Regions from separate parts of the Mus musculus genome. Here region 1 is linked to region 2. Evidence: chromatin contacts called from public Hi-C data. All regions are on one chromosome and are shown on one strand. Each heading gives the region's core, a stretch centred on a gene start, on an enhancer-like site or on the middle of the called end of the contact. The rest is flanking DNA. Distances are from core to core; before and after follow the strand shown.

Region 1 (7,483 bases), core at 2,208-4,707, 1.4 Mb after region 2:
GGCCAGGCAGTGTCTTGGCAAAAAACTTTACTGCATATGTACACATTGGTTGTTTGTCCAAACTTATGCGTGGTGGCCAGCAGTAGCCAGCGCCACTCTGCAACAGCACATGTGGCTTCTCACATGTCATAACACACACAAGCATACATGTCACAACACACACAAGCATATATGTCACAACACACACAAGCATATATGTCACAACACACACAAGCATATATGTCACAACACACACAAGCATATATGTCACAACTCACACAAGCATATATGTCACAATACACACAAGCATACATGTCACAACACACACAAGCATACATGTCACAACACACAGACACATAAATAAAATTCTCATAGGAATTATTTATCTTCACAGTTTTTAACCCAACATGCTACATGAGTTTGCTATTGTGAGTAGAATCATTTTCTTTCTTTGTAATATTTTTTTAATTTAAAAACTGTTTTGTTTTGTTTTGGTTTTTTTGGAGACTGCCTCCACTACATGTAGCCTAAGCTAGACATGAACATGTTTCAACTTCCCAGGGGCTGTAATTACTACACCAGTGGGTATAGAACTTGAGCCGTTTTCTGTTAGGGGCAGACATGGTTGTATGTTTTATAGTATTGTGAAAAGGTCATTTGATCTTATCGTATTGCACATATACTCTGGAGTGGTTTATTACTAGCCTTTTGGTAAAAATTATAGCCTATTTAGGAGAGAGACAGAAAAAAAGACAGAGACAGAGAGAGATTGTCTCTTTGGCAAGGTTTCCAACCTTTTCCTTGGAGCCCAGGGGCTTCCTGCAGTGGGGCTGGGCCTGCCGTTCAGTTCACACCCAATCTCTCAAAGAGTCCTTTACTTCTCCACTGAACCATCTCTGGGTAGGTTGTAGGTTATGTTTCACAGTTAGTAGCCAGAGCCTATATTTCTTGACTCCTAAAAAGGAATGGAACCTCTAGAATGAAAAGCAAGGTCTCTAGCAGGTGACTGAGCTGTCAGCTGCCAGTGCTCCTACAGCGCAGCTTGTATTTGTGTGTTAGCTTGTGTCTTTATTTCCACCTCGACAATTGGGATGGAAACATTTTAGAACGCTCTTGTCAGGCTAACCCTTAATTAGCATTGCTGAGTTAAGGAAGTTTAAGACAGCTGTCAGGTGACCACGAGCGTGAGATGTGATTTGCTAATGTTTGTCATCTGTGGACTTGATAATTATAATAATAGCGGTGTGATAGAAGTTTGACAGCTCACTTTTCCCACTTATCAAACTTTGACGCAGTTCTGAAAGTTTCTAGTTTTTAGTTTCCAGGTAATTTATCATTCAAATGATTTAAAAAGCTATTTTGGGCCACAGTTACAAACACTAATAAAGTTTTACATGTGGGTGACATTAACACAGTATTCTTTCTTCTTAATTTCTAGGGAAAGACAACCATTATCCTAAGGTGTCTTGACAGGTAAGCGTTTCGTCAACTCTCTAACATAGCACTCAGGTTTGTTCCAGCTACAACAGACAAGTTAGGCCTCAAAAGACTCGGAAGAAGGAATAATTTTGAGACTCAAAATATTTAATTCTCAATCTTAATTGCAACTTTAAAGATATTCCGAATCTTGAATACAACCTTTAAGAGCACCTTTAAAGATAAGACTAAGAAAGCCAAAAGCATTCAGGATCCATACTAGATGTTCCTGTTCAAAGAAGAAATGTCACCGCAGTTACACAGCCTCCTGGTGCTCATATACTTTGGGGCTGTGTCGCTGTGGTGTGTACGTTCTTTTTATTCTGCCTGATTGATGAGCAATGATTGTGATCAGTGTTTCCTATAATAAACCATCCAGTGTAACACTAGTTCAAAGCACTACAAGCTGTGACACTGGGCGGGAATTGTTCACTTAGGCTTTCTTGTGGTGTACCCAGAAACGGAACGATTTTTCAAATTGTGGTTTAACCATGTTAGATGTTTTATTTCAGGGGAAGTATTTTGCTTCCTAAAAGAGCTATATCTTTAAGGAAATATAACTAAATAATACTTGGTGTGTATACCAAGAATATCTGCCAAGATAAAGTTCAAAATATTCAACAAATAGAAATTCTAAATTTGTGGTCTTTGTTCTCCTAGTTTGAACTAAATATAATATTATTCCACCTCGAAAGGGAAAGAAATCCAGAATTGGGCAGCACCTGCTGTCCTTGCAGAGGACCCAGGCTTGCTCCCCAGCACCTACACGGTAGCTCACGACGATCTGTAACTCCGAGGCATCCAGATCCTCTGACCTCCACAGGCACCCGGCATGCTCACGGTGCACGGTGCACACACGTGCACATGGTGTATACACACATGCACATGGTGCACACACATGCGTGCAGGCCCTACTCATCTACATAAGAAGTCTTTTATTTAAAAAGGAAATACATTCTTTCATATTCTATAATGTGTGTGAACTTTGAAGACACTATGCTACGTGAAATGAGCCAGTCACCAAACAGACAAAGCTGTCTGATTCCTTCTGTATGGGGTCCTCAAGCAGTGAGTCTCAGAGAAGCAGAAGTGAGGGGAGAAGCTGAGGCTGGGAGGGAAGGATGTGGGACATTATTCAGTGCATACGGAGTTGAGAAGCCACGAGGCTTGGGTGCACAGCAGTGTGAATGAAGGTGCTTCACACTGTGAACTGCACACTTAAAAAGGTATGCCAAAACGGTTTAGTGCATATATTTTCTTACAACATTTAAAACAAATATATACCATTAATTGCTTTCCAAATAATTTAAAGTTATATAAGTAATTTATTAAATCATTTAAATATCTTCCAAATCATTTGTTGGTTTTATGTCCTTGTTCATATAGGTTTTTTTTTTTCAACTCTCATATTTTGGCTGAGATTTGAAATAAAGAACAACATAAAAATCTCCCACTGTGTCCTTACTCGGTGCCTGGCATTTGGTTCTCAGCTCAGACATTGAGGCTGATCCAACGAGTCAGTATTCCCCACATGGCATGGGATCAGAGAGCTGGGGACAGAGCATGGCCCTTGGCGCTGCCCGCTCGCTGTGTCTCCGCTGGCCCCGCAAAGCAGCCATCCATTTGGGCATCGGGCATCGTTGTTCACTCCCGCCTCTGCCACTACAGCCCCCAGGACAGTGTTTGAGGGGCTTGTTTGTGTCTTGTGGAATAACATTATTATAGCTTTACCTCGGTGCTAGTATTCATTATTAATATAAAATATTCGATATTATTCACAAAGTGTTTAAGAGGAGGTGAGAATGACCCACCATCATGCTAATAGCGTCTGCCTTTATCGTGCAGGGATGAGTCAGCAAAGCCGACCTTAGCGTTGGAGTACACGTACGGAAGGAAGACCAAGGGGCACAACACGGTGAGTCCGTCCTGAAGTCCTGTCCCAGGCCTCAGGTGGGAGGCCATGGTGCTGAGATGGCTTACGTTATCTGCAAACAGGAAGCCCACCAGTGGTGCCTGGCACAGATGTGGGTTTTAACCTCACGTGCAGCTCAGCTGGCAGGAAGTCCGTGTAATCTGAGAGAACATTTCAGCTTTCTCTTTTGTACCTTAAAATGTTGAAAAGATTTATTTACAATGTCCGTACAGTTCTTTGGCCGACTTCTGCCCCTCTGATAGTGAGTTCCTTGTTTCGTGTGTGGTGTTTTCACTTTGGGGCTTGGGGTTTTGTCTCTTTTTCCACTCTGTATCTCAGACGGGCCTGAAACTCATTATGTAGCCCAGATGGCCCCAAGTTTGCAACTCTCCTGCCTCAGCTTCTGAGTATCAATAAGTTATAGACAGACATGTGACGGCAGGCCCAGCATGAAGTGAGATTTCTTTGGAGCTTGATGGTCTAGGGTTCTTTGATCACCTACAATATAGATGGCACTTTTTCTCTTTTTCAAATAAAAATAACTGCCTCCGTTCTCATAATTTACGAATTATCTCTAGACTTGCTATACGCACACTGTATGTGGAGCATACTTCCCCTTCTCCAAGCCTCCCAGAGCCTCCCCCCCCTCCACTCCCCCCCCTCCACTCCCCCAGCTTCAGATTCTTTCTCTCTCAAAAGTGGGGGGAGCTGAAGCAAACAAAAGAAAGACAAGAAGACAAACCCCACCAACAAAAGCCACACAGAAAAGCCTGGAATCACTGTATTTGTCCACTCTGCTCCTGGGCGTGAGGCCTGCCTGGAGCGTGCCTGCCTGACCTAGAGTAGAGTCACATGTGGTGTGGGGACAGAAATTCCTAGGGGACCATTTCTCAAACATAGGTGTGGGAAGAACAGGCCAGAGAAGGTCCTACTACTCCATACAAAAGCACATTTGTAGAGAATGATCTAGTTCCAATGTTCTCCCACTAGAGAGTGTCTTAAAGAACTGTTTGGTAGGACACACCCATGATCCCAGCACTCAGGAGGTGGAAGCAGGTGGATCTTTGTGAGTTCAAAGTCGGGCTAGTCCATGTAGTAAGCTCCAGTCCAGTCAGGACTGTGTAGTGAGCCCTTGTCTCATAAAATAAGAAAGGAAGGAAGGAAGGAAGGAAGGAAGGAAGGAAGGAAGGAAGGAAGGAAGGAGAGAAAAGAAAAAGAAAAAGAAAGAAAAAAGAAAAAGAAAGAGGGGAAGAGGGAGGGAGGGAGGGAGGGAGGGAGGGAGGAAGGAAGGAAGGAAGGAAGGAAGAAAGAAAGAAAGAAAGAAAGAAAGAAAGAAAGAAAGAAAGAAAGAGAAAAGAAAGAGTTATACGACACATAAATGTACAAGAATCGAAAGTGCCTGCTATTGGTTTCCAGATCTACCTACAAAAGTGGGTTATTAAAACTGGGAAATTAGAAGAAAAGGACACACTGAGATGCAGGAGGAGCATCTCATTTTGTGGTTCACATAGTTTATGATGTGAGCTATCCTTTTTATGGGAAACTTGAAACCGCTCTCACAATCTTGACTTCTGAGAAGGGCAGTAAAGCCTTCCTTTGTCACATTGTGAAGCAAAGGAGATTTTCCAGTGAAAACTGATTGATTCCACAAACATTAGTGATTGAGTATCAACAACAGTAAAATGGTTTTAGAGATTATGAGAATTTGTCCCGAGGAAAGGAAAATAGCATATATTCGTCTAAAATGAGCTTAACTACTATCCACCATCCTCGTTCATGGCAGCAGGCACATGAAATCCCAGGTGACGACTGCCTGTCACCTGTTTTTCCTCTAAACTTTGGACTGTAACACGGGGACTTTCTAAATCTCTTCTCAGAGCCTCACATCTTTGTCAGGTTAAATATTTTATTATGAGTTCTAGATGTAACACACAACAGCTCCTTGTACAGCACAAAAGTGCTTGCTCTTCAGAGCATTTGCTGACAATGGGGAGACGCCCCAGTGGGCAGTCCTGAGGGGTGGTCCTGGATCACACAGGTTCAAACTGCATGGCTACTTAGCCTTGTCAATCCTCTCTTAGCTGAAGAGTCTTCCAAACTGAAAAGCACACTAGCCTTACCCCACACACACCCTCCACAACTGTCATCACCAATGGTAGCCTCTTGGGTTCCTCAGGGAACAGTCTTGCCTGGGCCTAGGTTTTGCTCAGGTCTTACCTGTGCAGCCCACTCATTTGTGAGCACCTGTACTTTACATCAGAATGCTCTCATTCACTGTCATGTGTCCATCGAGAACCCCGAGCGTGCACAACTGAATTATAACTAAATTTTATTTCAGTGTATATTTCATATGCTATTGTTATTTATGAAGGGGAGCACTGTGAGTATCTTCTACTAGGTATAAACAGAGTTGGTGTTTATTTTCACAGGAAAGCGTTTATCTCTGACAGCTCCTTTGTTCTGTAGAATGCATTTGATGTATTTCAAGGTGTGAAGAGAGGAAGGAAAAAGTTTCAAGAAAAAAGAAAGGGTTCATGAGGGCTGAATATTTTGTACCTATAATTATTACTGCTAGGTGCTAGTAAAGTATAGCAAAACACTTAAAGCTTAAAATTGAATATTTTTAAACCCTCTGCTTTCTTTCAGCCAAAAGACATTGCTCACTTTTGGGAACTGGGTGGAGGAACCTCCTTGCTGGACTTAATCAGCATACCAATCACAGTCGACACCTTAAGGTGAGCGAGAGTCACGGGTTTCCAGGGGCCAGGTTTATAGTGTCTGGGGTGACCACAGCCCCTTTCTTCCCATGAGCTGGGACTATAGTGCTTCCAGAGAAGTCTTGAAAGAGCCGAGGCTCCTGCCAGGGCTGAGTGAGGCGCTCGCTGCCAGCAATGTGCTTTACAAGCCTGCTAGCGGGAAAAGTGTCCAGTAGGATTTGGGTGATGAATTCATTTTCAGAAGTATGAAAAGCTTGATTCTTTCCACTCGATCTTAGTGTGAGTTAACTCAGCCATGGGATTTGTCTCAGCTGGCTGGTGTCAGTCTCCCGTGGAGTTTAACGCACTAATGTCACTGGCCTCCATCCAAAGGATGCTTGTGTTGAAGAGAGGTCTCTCTACTGAATCAGAACCCAGGGGTAAACCCCAAACCCACAGATGCTCCCACGCATTGGCCATATCAGATGTGGAAACTTGTGACATTTCTGTGCTGCTGGGACCTGATCTTAGCCAAGAAAAAAATACGTTAAATCTGGAATACTTCTTACTAGAGACTGGCACAAACCATTGCTGTTGCCTAAACCTTTACAGAGGACCTCGCAAGTATTTGTCACACTTCAGGCGTGAAGAGCCCTAGGGACAAAATCATGTCTTCTTTGCAAGACAGTTGCTTTTCTCATTCATAGAACTTTATTCTCATTTGTTTTGAGACAGGGTCTGGCAATATTGCCCCAGGTAGCTTCGAACTCACAGAGATCCACCTGACTGTCTTCTGAGTACAAGGATTAAAAGCATGCAGTATCATGCATGCGTGTGTGTGTGTGTGTGTGTGTGTGTGCGTGTGTGTGTGCGCGTGCGCGCGCGCGCTTAGCTGTGCATGTATGTCTGTGTGGGTGAGTGTGTGTGTGTGTATGTGTACTTGTGTGTACATACATACATGTGCATGTGTGCATGCACACGTGTGGGGTATGAGTGCCCATGGTTGTGGAGCTCAGAAGAGAGCACCGGCTCTCCCAGAGCTGGAGTTACAGTAAGGCGTCCAGTATGGCCTGGGGCCCCACAACTGGACTGTTTTCACCAGCAGGCTTCCTCTTGGGCTTTGCAGTGGGGAGCAGGCTGGATGTCTCAGCTGCTGTTCAGTAGGTGCTGGAATCCTGAAGTGGAGTTGCTAGCAAGAGTGAGAGGAAGCAGAGAGCCAGCTTCCTTCTTCATGCCTTAGATAGGCGGCCAGTAGATGATGTGGCCCAGATTAAAGGGAGATCTTCCCACCTCAGAGATTCAGATTTTAAAAAATCTCTCACAAGCATATCCAGCCACTTGGGTTTTAGTTCATTCCAGTTGTGGTCAAGTTGACAACTAAGAAGTCACCACAGACTCCATTGGACAGAACTAAGTTTCC
Region 2 (6,596 bases), core at 2,295-4,794:
GACAGAAGTCAGCCTTTGCGGCAACCAGCTGGCCCCACCTGCTCACAGTGGGCCTCTGACCCTGATCGTCCCTTCCAGCTGACTTTTATTTGATACCTGGTATGTGCCGGGGACCTGTGAGAAGTGCTCTGGACACTTCCAGCCTGGGAAGAGACATAAAGCTTAAGGGACAGCATCTCTATAGCATCCCGGGCTTTAAAGGGATCCCCAGACCTTTCCCCTTCTGCCTTCCTCTTCCCAGTTTGAGGAGTGCTCAGTTAAGCCAGATACCCCAGAATTGGAGTCTGAGGAACACCCTCCTGACCTATAGGACCTCGGATCCCCAGTATCCTCCTAGCCCCTCTGACCACAGTCTCCATCATCAGTCCACCTCTCACCTGTCTGTCTCAGAGCCAAGCCTGTGACCTCTGCTCACCCTGTCCACCGCCACAGGTGCCCTTCACTAGCGGGTCCAGAAAGGAGGATGCCTCTGCTTGCCTGGAGACCGTTGCTCCGCACATTTTACCCAAGCAACTCGGATCTTACCACTCTTCTCACTGCAAACCGCCGCCGCCATCAGTTCCCTTGGGTTCACAAAAGCCCAGCTTTACAGCAAGAACTTGGGCCAGCAAGGACCTATTCACAGGGACCAGCCTAGCCAACTGCTCTCGGTGAGGAGCCAGGAATGTGAAAACGTTAATGGTTGCAGGGCTGCTTGCCCTTCTGCACCCCCACCCTCCAGTGCTCCCCCGTTGCCCTATCCCTTCCTCTGAACTGGGTCTGTTGTATCCGTGCGGATCAAGAGTCAAGACCTCCGGGGTTGAGGGACAGGAGGGAAGGAGGCTCTAGGGAAATCCGTACAACTCAGAGGGCCCTCTGTCTCTGCCGTTCCTTCTGCCAGGTCTCCATTCCCTCTCACACCCACCCCCCTCAGCACCCCAGGGGGGTTCACTTTACTCTCCTGCTCTGACTGGGAGAGACCACGCCTTTGACTGAGACCACGCCTTAACTCCTCCCCAGCCCAGAGTCCACACACGGCCCAGGTCCCAGAACCTTGGAACCTTGAATTATTCCGCTTGAACCCCTAAGAGGTCACAGCGGTGATGTTCTTTCCATAAAATGATAAAAGTAACCATCCGACTAAGTAGCCCTCAGATGCCAGGCACCCACTGGCCCCAACTCCAGCCCACTGGGCTTGTGCATTCCTCGGAACTCTCTCCTTCCATCCCCACCCCTACATTTCCTGTCAGTCCCTACTATCCCCTGTTGGGGTGTCTATGCCCACTGATCCCGGGGGGGGGGGGGTGGGGAACAGGACTGACAGAACCCACCCCCTTATGAACACTGGAGGAGGAAGTAGCTACTGGAGGTCACTGTCTTGGCCATTTCCTGTTTCAGGAACAAAGATGCCAAAATATGTTCCTTTTTCTTATGAAAAAAATGTAGGGGTTTTGAGAGTTGGAATTCCCAGAACCATTGTCGATGCTGTGAGCTGACCGGGTTGGAAGCCTTTGCCAAGGCTGCCTGGGCTGTTCTCACGGGTGAGTGTCTAGAGGCAGTTCTGGAAATGATGTCTGGATCTCTCTCACTGATGGACAGGCCTGACCTCAGCCTCCTGTCCTCCCAGGGTTCAGGGGGAACTTATGCAGAGGAGAGAGTCCCCTCTCCAGACCTTTGGCTACTTGGATGGCCTGAAAGGGTGAAACATAAGATACAGCAGCACTTGGGCTTTGAGCTTAAAGTCACTCTGTCCTGAAGGCAGACAGCTTAGTGAAAGCCATTTCTGTCCTCTGTCTCAGGCTAGGCCACTTATAAGCCCCATCGGAATGACCAAATAGTATCAATTTGCATGAAACCAGAACCTTCTAGGCTGTCCAGGAATGGGGGAGCATGGAAGTAAAGGGGATCGGGAAAACGGGGCTCTACCAATACGACCAAGATAGACAGACCTAGAGCCGGGACAGGAATGTCCACGAGTCGGTGTGGCCTCGGGAGACACAGAGCCAAGCCCCCAGGACCTTCCCATCCTGGATCTGGGTAGCAGGTGGCAAGTACCCTCTGTGTGCTGGCTCCATATTGGCCAGCTTTGCCTCTGGTCTATGTTGTTAGTATCGGGCCTGCCCAATTCCCTCCTCATCCTTCTTATTCATTCAACAAACATTTAAGCAGTCTTTATACTGGAAGGTAAACACTACTAGACGGTAGGTCCCCAAAGGTATATGAGATTCACCAGGGCCCTGGCGTGGTGAAGCTAACATCTAACTAGGAAGATACACGGAAAAGCTTTTGTTCACAATCCAGTGTGAGAAAAGCCTTTGTTCACAATCCAGTGTGAAAGTCCGATCGTATATAGGCCATGGAAACGGACAAAGTGCAAGACCCAGGGGAGAATCCACAGACAATAGAAGACTATTGACCTGGCTGAACATTTTGTGTGTGATCTCCATTTTCATCGTGTGGGTCCTGGGGTTTGAACTCAGATCGTCAGGCCTGGCCTCAAGCACCTTTACCGGGTGGGCCATCTCAACAGGCCAAATGTATTATCAATCAAAGCAATCGTCTCAAGGGAAAGTAGAGAGACAGTCTAGATCCGTCCACCCCTGTTCCAAGCAATAGGGGCCAAACTCCTAGGAAAGGTTACGTGGGCCCCACTTAGGATCCGCCCTCTGTCTTCCCACCTCCTAATCCCTAACCTGATCAAACTGTTGGTTCTGTTCAGAAGAGAGGAGCCTTCTCACCTGACTCTTCAGCCGGGCGTGGTGGCGCACGCCTTTAATCTCAGCACTCCGGAGGCAGAGGCAGGCGGATTTCTGAGTTCAAGGCCAGCCTGGTGTACAAAGTTAGTTCCAGGACAGCGAGGGCTATACAGAGAAACCGTGTCTCAAAAAACAAAACAAACAAAAAACCAAAAAGAAGGGTCTCCATTTCCTTCTTGTGCCTATACAGTCAGAGAGGGTCCCACTCTAGGCCCTTACTAGAGTAAGGGTCCTCCTTTCTCCATCACCCCGTCCTTACCACCTGGCAGCAAGCAGTTCCTGAGGGGCTAGCCTCATTCCTGCCACCCCAAGTGGGAAATCCCTATCTCAAGGACGGTTTCGAAGCCTAGACAGAAATGTTCACATCACTGGCAACAGCTTTCCAAAGGCTAAAGCTGGCACCTCTAGGGGCCCACTGCCTGGAGCAGGCTCCGAGATCAGTGGGGTGGGTCACAGAGAGCACATCCGGTCTGGTACATCCTCTGCAGGGGTGGGGACCATTGTGCAGCTAGCTGGCCTTCCCAGGGGCGCTGTCGCATGTCCTCAGTCAGAGACCAACAAGCAGGAGGCCTGGCTGGCCTGGAGAGTCTGCAAGACCAGAACACGCGGTGCCTCTGAGCACCCACACGCTGGCGGGGAGTGGCTAGGGAGCTGAAGGTGGGGTTCGGGGAGGATTCCCCGGGCAGTGCGGGGGACGAGCCTGCGGACCGCTGGCGCGCGCCCCCGATCCTCCCCGCGGGAACGGGAGCGCGGCGCCGCGGGAGGAATCCCAGCTATTTCCTCTGCGCCCCGCGGTATGCGGCCGGCTCGCCTCCCTCCGAGTGAGCGAGCGCGGCCCCGGCACCAGCTGACTGCCAGCTGCCCTGGCCGCGCCGTGCAGCTCCGGATCCCGGCCAGCCGCCCCCTCGTCCCAGGCCACGAAACCGGCCTTTCCAGCAGCCTGAGACCTGTACCGCTGTGCCAGCCAGAACCTGTCCCCGGCCCGCGTGGAAAAGCCGGGCGGACATTAGCGCCCACGCGAGTGTCATGCGTCTGGGTCTGAAACTACAAGTTCCTTAACCTAGTTCCCAAACTGTTGTGCAACGGTGACCCCGGCCTACTCATCTGTGTTGCGACAAGGTTAAATGTGAAAAAGAAAGACAGAGACAGAGTGTCAAGTGTATTTTCGTTTCTCTAGGTCGTTGCTGCTGTTCTTTATTTTGCTTTCCAGTCATAAGATCCTGTGCTGGCCTCTTTCCAGCCCGGCTTGTCAGTGAAATAGTCAGAGCGGGCTTTACTCGGAGACCTGTAGGTGGCTAACTCCTGCTGGGCCTGGTCTAGACTGGGTTCTCACTTTGCATCATCTATCTATCTATCTATCTATCTATCTATCTATCTATCTATCTATCACGGTTTGCCAAAGTTTCCCATGTTGGCCTCGAACTCGTAGGCAACCCTCCTGCTTCAGTTCCCCTAGTGCTGGAATGACAAGCTGTGAGCCACTATGCCCAGCCTGTGCTCTCGTTGTTTTGTTTTAGGGGTGGGGGGTTGATTGTTTGTTTGTTTTGTAGCTTTAAAAAGTCTGATAATGGAGTCCTCCTTGCTTTTAACCATTGTGCTCCGAACCACAATCACTGCTTGGAAGGCAGAGAGGTCAGTTATTTATATATGTTCAAATGATGTCATTGCTGTCTGAGAGCAACCAGGGAGGTAGTTGGTGGTTAGGGGAAATTGAAGGTGCGCACGGCCGATAACAGGTCTGCAAACGTGGAGTCCGGTAGTTGTGTGTCTGAAAAGAGGATTGTCACCGTGAACTCTCTGGGACCCTCTTTTCCTACTACAAAGAAAAATTCTTGCCAGTTTTGCCTTTAACTCTTCTGAGTAGCTGCCACCAGGGCGGGGAGGAAACTGAGACAGATCCTTGGCCACCCACACCTGCCTCACCACGCCCACAGCCGCGGCTGCTGGGACACGGGAGCTGGAAAGCCCCGGTTTCACCAGGCCTAACCACCAAGCCCTTTGCACAAAGGAGCTGCAGTCTGGCGTTTCCCCTGCCCGCCCTCAGTTTAGACTTCTTAGCTTCCATCCCAGCTTGCATCCATGGCCAAGCGCCAGCCACTTAAATCGATAATGTGCCCCCCACCCCCCAGAACAGTCCCTACACATGTGGCAGCCATAGACCTCATAGATCCAGGTGGAGACAGAACCGGAGAGATAGGTACTATAAATATCGCAGGCCAGCAGCAGGCAGTCTGAGCCTGCAGGCAGAGGCTCCCCACCCGCTCGCTCGCCCGCCCGCGCCTGAGCAGGGCACTTCCGGCCATCAGAGTAGGAGGAGCAAACAGCATCAGTATCAGAGGCCTGAGTTTCCTCTCCCCTAAGATCCCATCCTGAGCCTTTATCTCCTGCCTTGGCTCTCTCTTCCTAACTCAGAAGTCCCCTGACCTTTATCTTCTCTCCTCGTTTTCTGACCACCAGGGTATGCTGGAGGTGTCTTGAAGAAATGCAGGCCACTCTTTGAATTGGTGAGAAATGCCTTTAGTTTAAAAGGGAGAGGGGGACAAGGGTGTACTCAGTTGCTAGAGCGCTTTGCTCCCATGCCTAAGCTCTGGCTTCAAGCCCCAGTGTCACATAAACCAGGTGTGGTGTACACTTCTATAATCAAAAGGTAGGAGCAGAAGGCTCAGACATTCTAGACCATTTTCTGCTACAAAGCAAGCTCAAGGCCAGTCTGAGATTCATGAGCCCCTGTATCAAAAAGATACAACGTGACACTTAATTTTGATTGGACCTACTAGGACAATCTACTAACAGCAGAACCGCTAGTGGCAAAGAACCGGAAAGTGGGGAAGTGACGCCTCCAGAAAATGAGGGCTGCTACCCCAGCAAGCTGGTGGCTGTCTAGTGGGACTTCCTGAACTGGGTCTGCCAGGTCTTGTGTTTGGTGAGATATAGTATTTCAGGAGGGACTTGTTTCTTCTTAGATTCAACTGAGACAAAAAGGGTTAATAATAAGGCCCAGGGCCTCTGATGGATGCAGGTTTTCTGTAGGGTGCTCAGTGGTCTGCTAGCTTGGGGAAAGGGTGGAAGGAGGTTGGCATATTTGAAGCTCAATGGAGCGATCTAACACACCATTCTTCAAGTGGGGCTGCAAAAATAAACCCCTATTTAAAGTAGAGCGGGTAAGTCTTCTAAAAATACAGCCCCATCTCTCTTCCGGTGTGAGAGCTGACTCTAGACACGGCCGAGGAAGCACTCTGCAAGCTCTGACTCTTGTGTGAAGCGCACTGCTAACACTCCGGTTTGGCACACTTTAACATGAAGCAGCACATGAAGCTAGCATAACGCCTAGCACTTGGGAGGCTGAGTGGCAGCCTAGGAGAGGGGTGGGAGTGGGGAACTCGGGGTGGTCTGCTTCTGAGGACCCACAGGCTAAGGAACTTCCCCTGGACACTCCTCCAGCAAGGAGACCTGAACCCCAGCGTCTCGTTAATGTGCATTGTGGGATAAAAGACCCCACTGTTTCCTTAAGCTGGAACTGATTCCCCTGAAGTCTTTGTCTATTGCAAGGAGGATGGCCTTCCCACTGCACTCACCTGCCTCTAGCTGACCCCAGCTGTGAGGGGCCCTGCAGGGGTCAGACAGGGAGGAACGACTGAAGAGTAAGAATGGAAAACCCATGCAGATCGGCTTCCTCAGACTCTGGGGAGTCTAATAACTGCCAGTTTAGTCCCAATGTACTAAGCACAGTATAATTTAGAACAGGGGAAAAAAAAGTCTCCTGGTGTAATGGAAGCCCTGTTGCGCAGGGAAGTGTAATTACATTGAAACCCTACTCAGAGTAGTCGTCATTTCTTCCAAGAAGATGTGTTCTAGAGATAC

What was found. A called contact is a pair of places that touch in the nucleus more often than the background predicts.
Region 1: a Hi-C map of regulatory T cells shows a contact between it and region 2, with 4 times the contacts expected there. The contact joins two enhancer-like sites. A contact is called at or near these places in 2 of 484 Hi-C or Micro-C datasets (CD4 T cells and regulatory T cells) and 2 of 9 other capture datasets (adipose tissue and liver).

The regions. Positions count from the first base shown.
Region 1 is chr17:84,630,219-84,637,701 of GRCm38.p6, forward strand. It overlaps Dync2li1 (dynein cytoplasmic 2 light intermediate chain 1), which reads left to right. Exons shown (of 13, transcript NM_172256.2): 3 at 1,418-1,452; 4 at 3,301-3,370; 5 at 6,014-6,102. Among named protein-coding and RNA genes, the nearest start is that of Dync2li1, 7.5 kb to the left of the region's middle. Within about 2 kb of position 3,458, at least 45 of the 459 cell types and tissues checked have an H3K27ac peak or open chromatin away from gene starts, as enhancers often do. A contact at or near this core is called in regulatory T cells, where this site is marked.
Region 2 is chr17:83,272,852-83,279,447 of GRCm38.p6, forward strand. No RefSeq gene overlaps it. Among named protein-coding and RNA genes, the nearest start is that of Gm24240, 6.2 kb to the left of the region's middle. Within about 2 kb of position 3,545, at least 392 of the 459 cell types and tissues checked have an H3K27ac peak or open chromatin away from gene starts, as enhancers often do. A contact at or near this core is called in regulatory T cells, where this site is marked.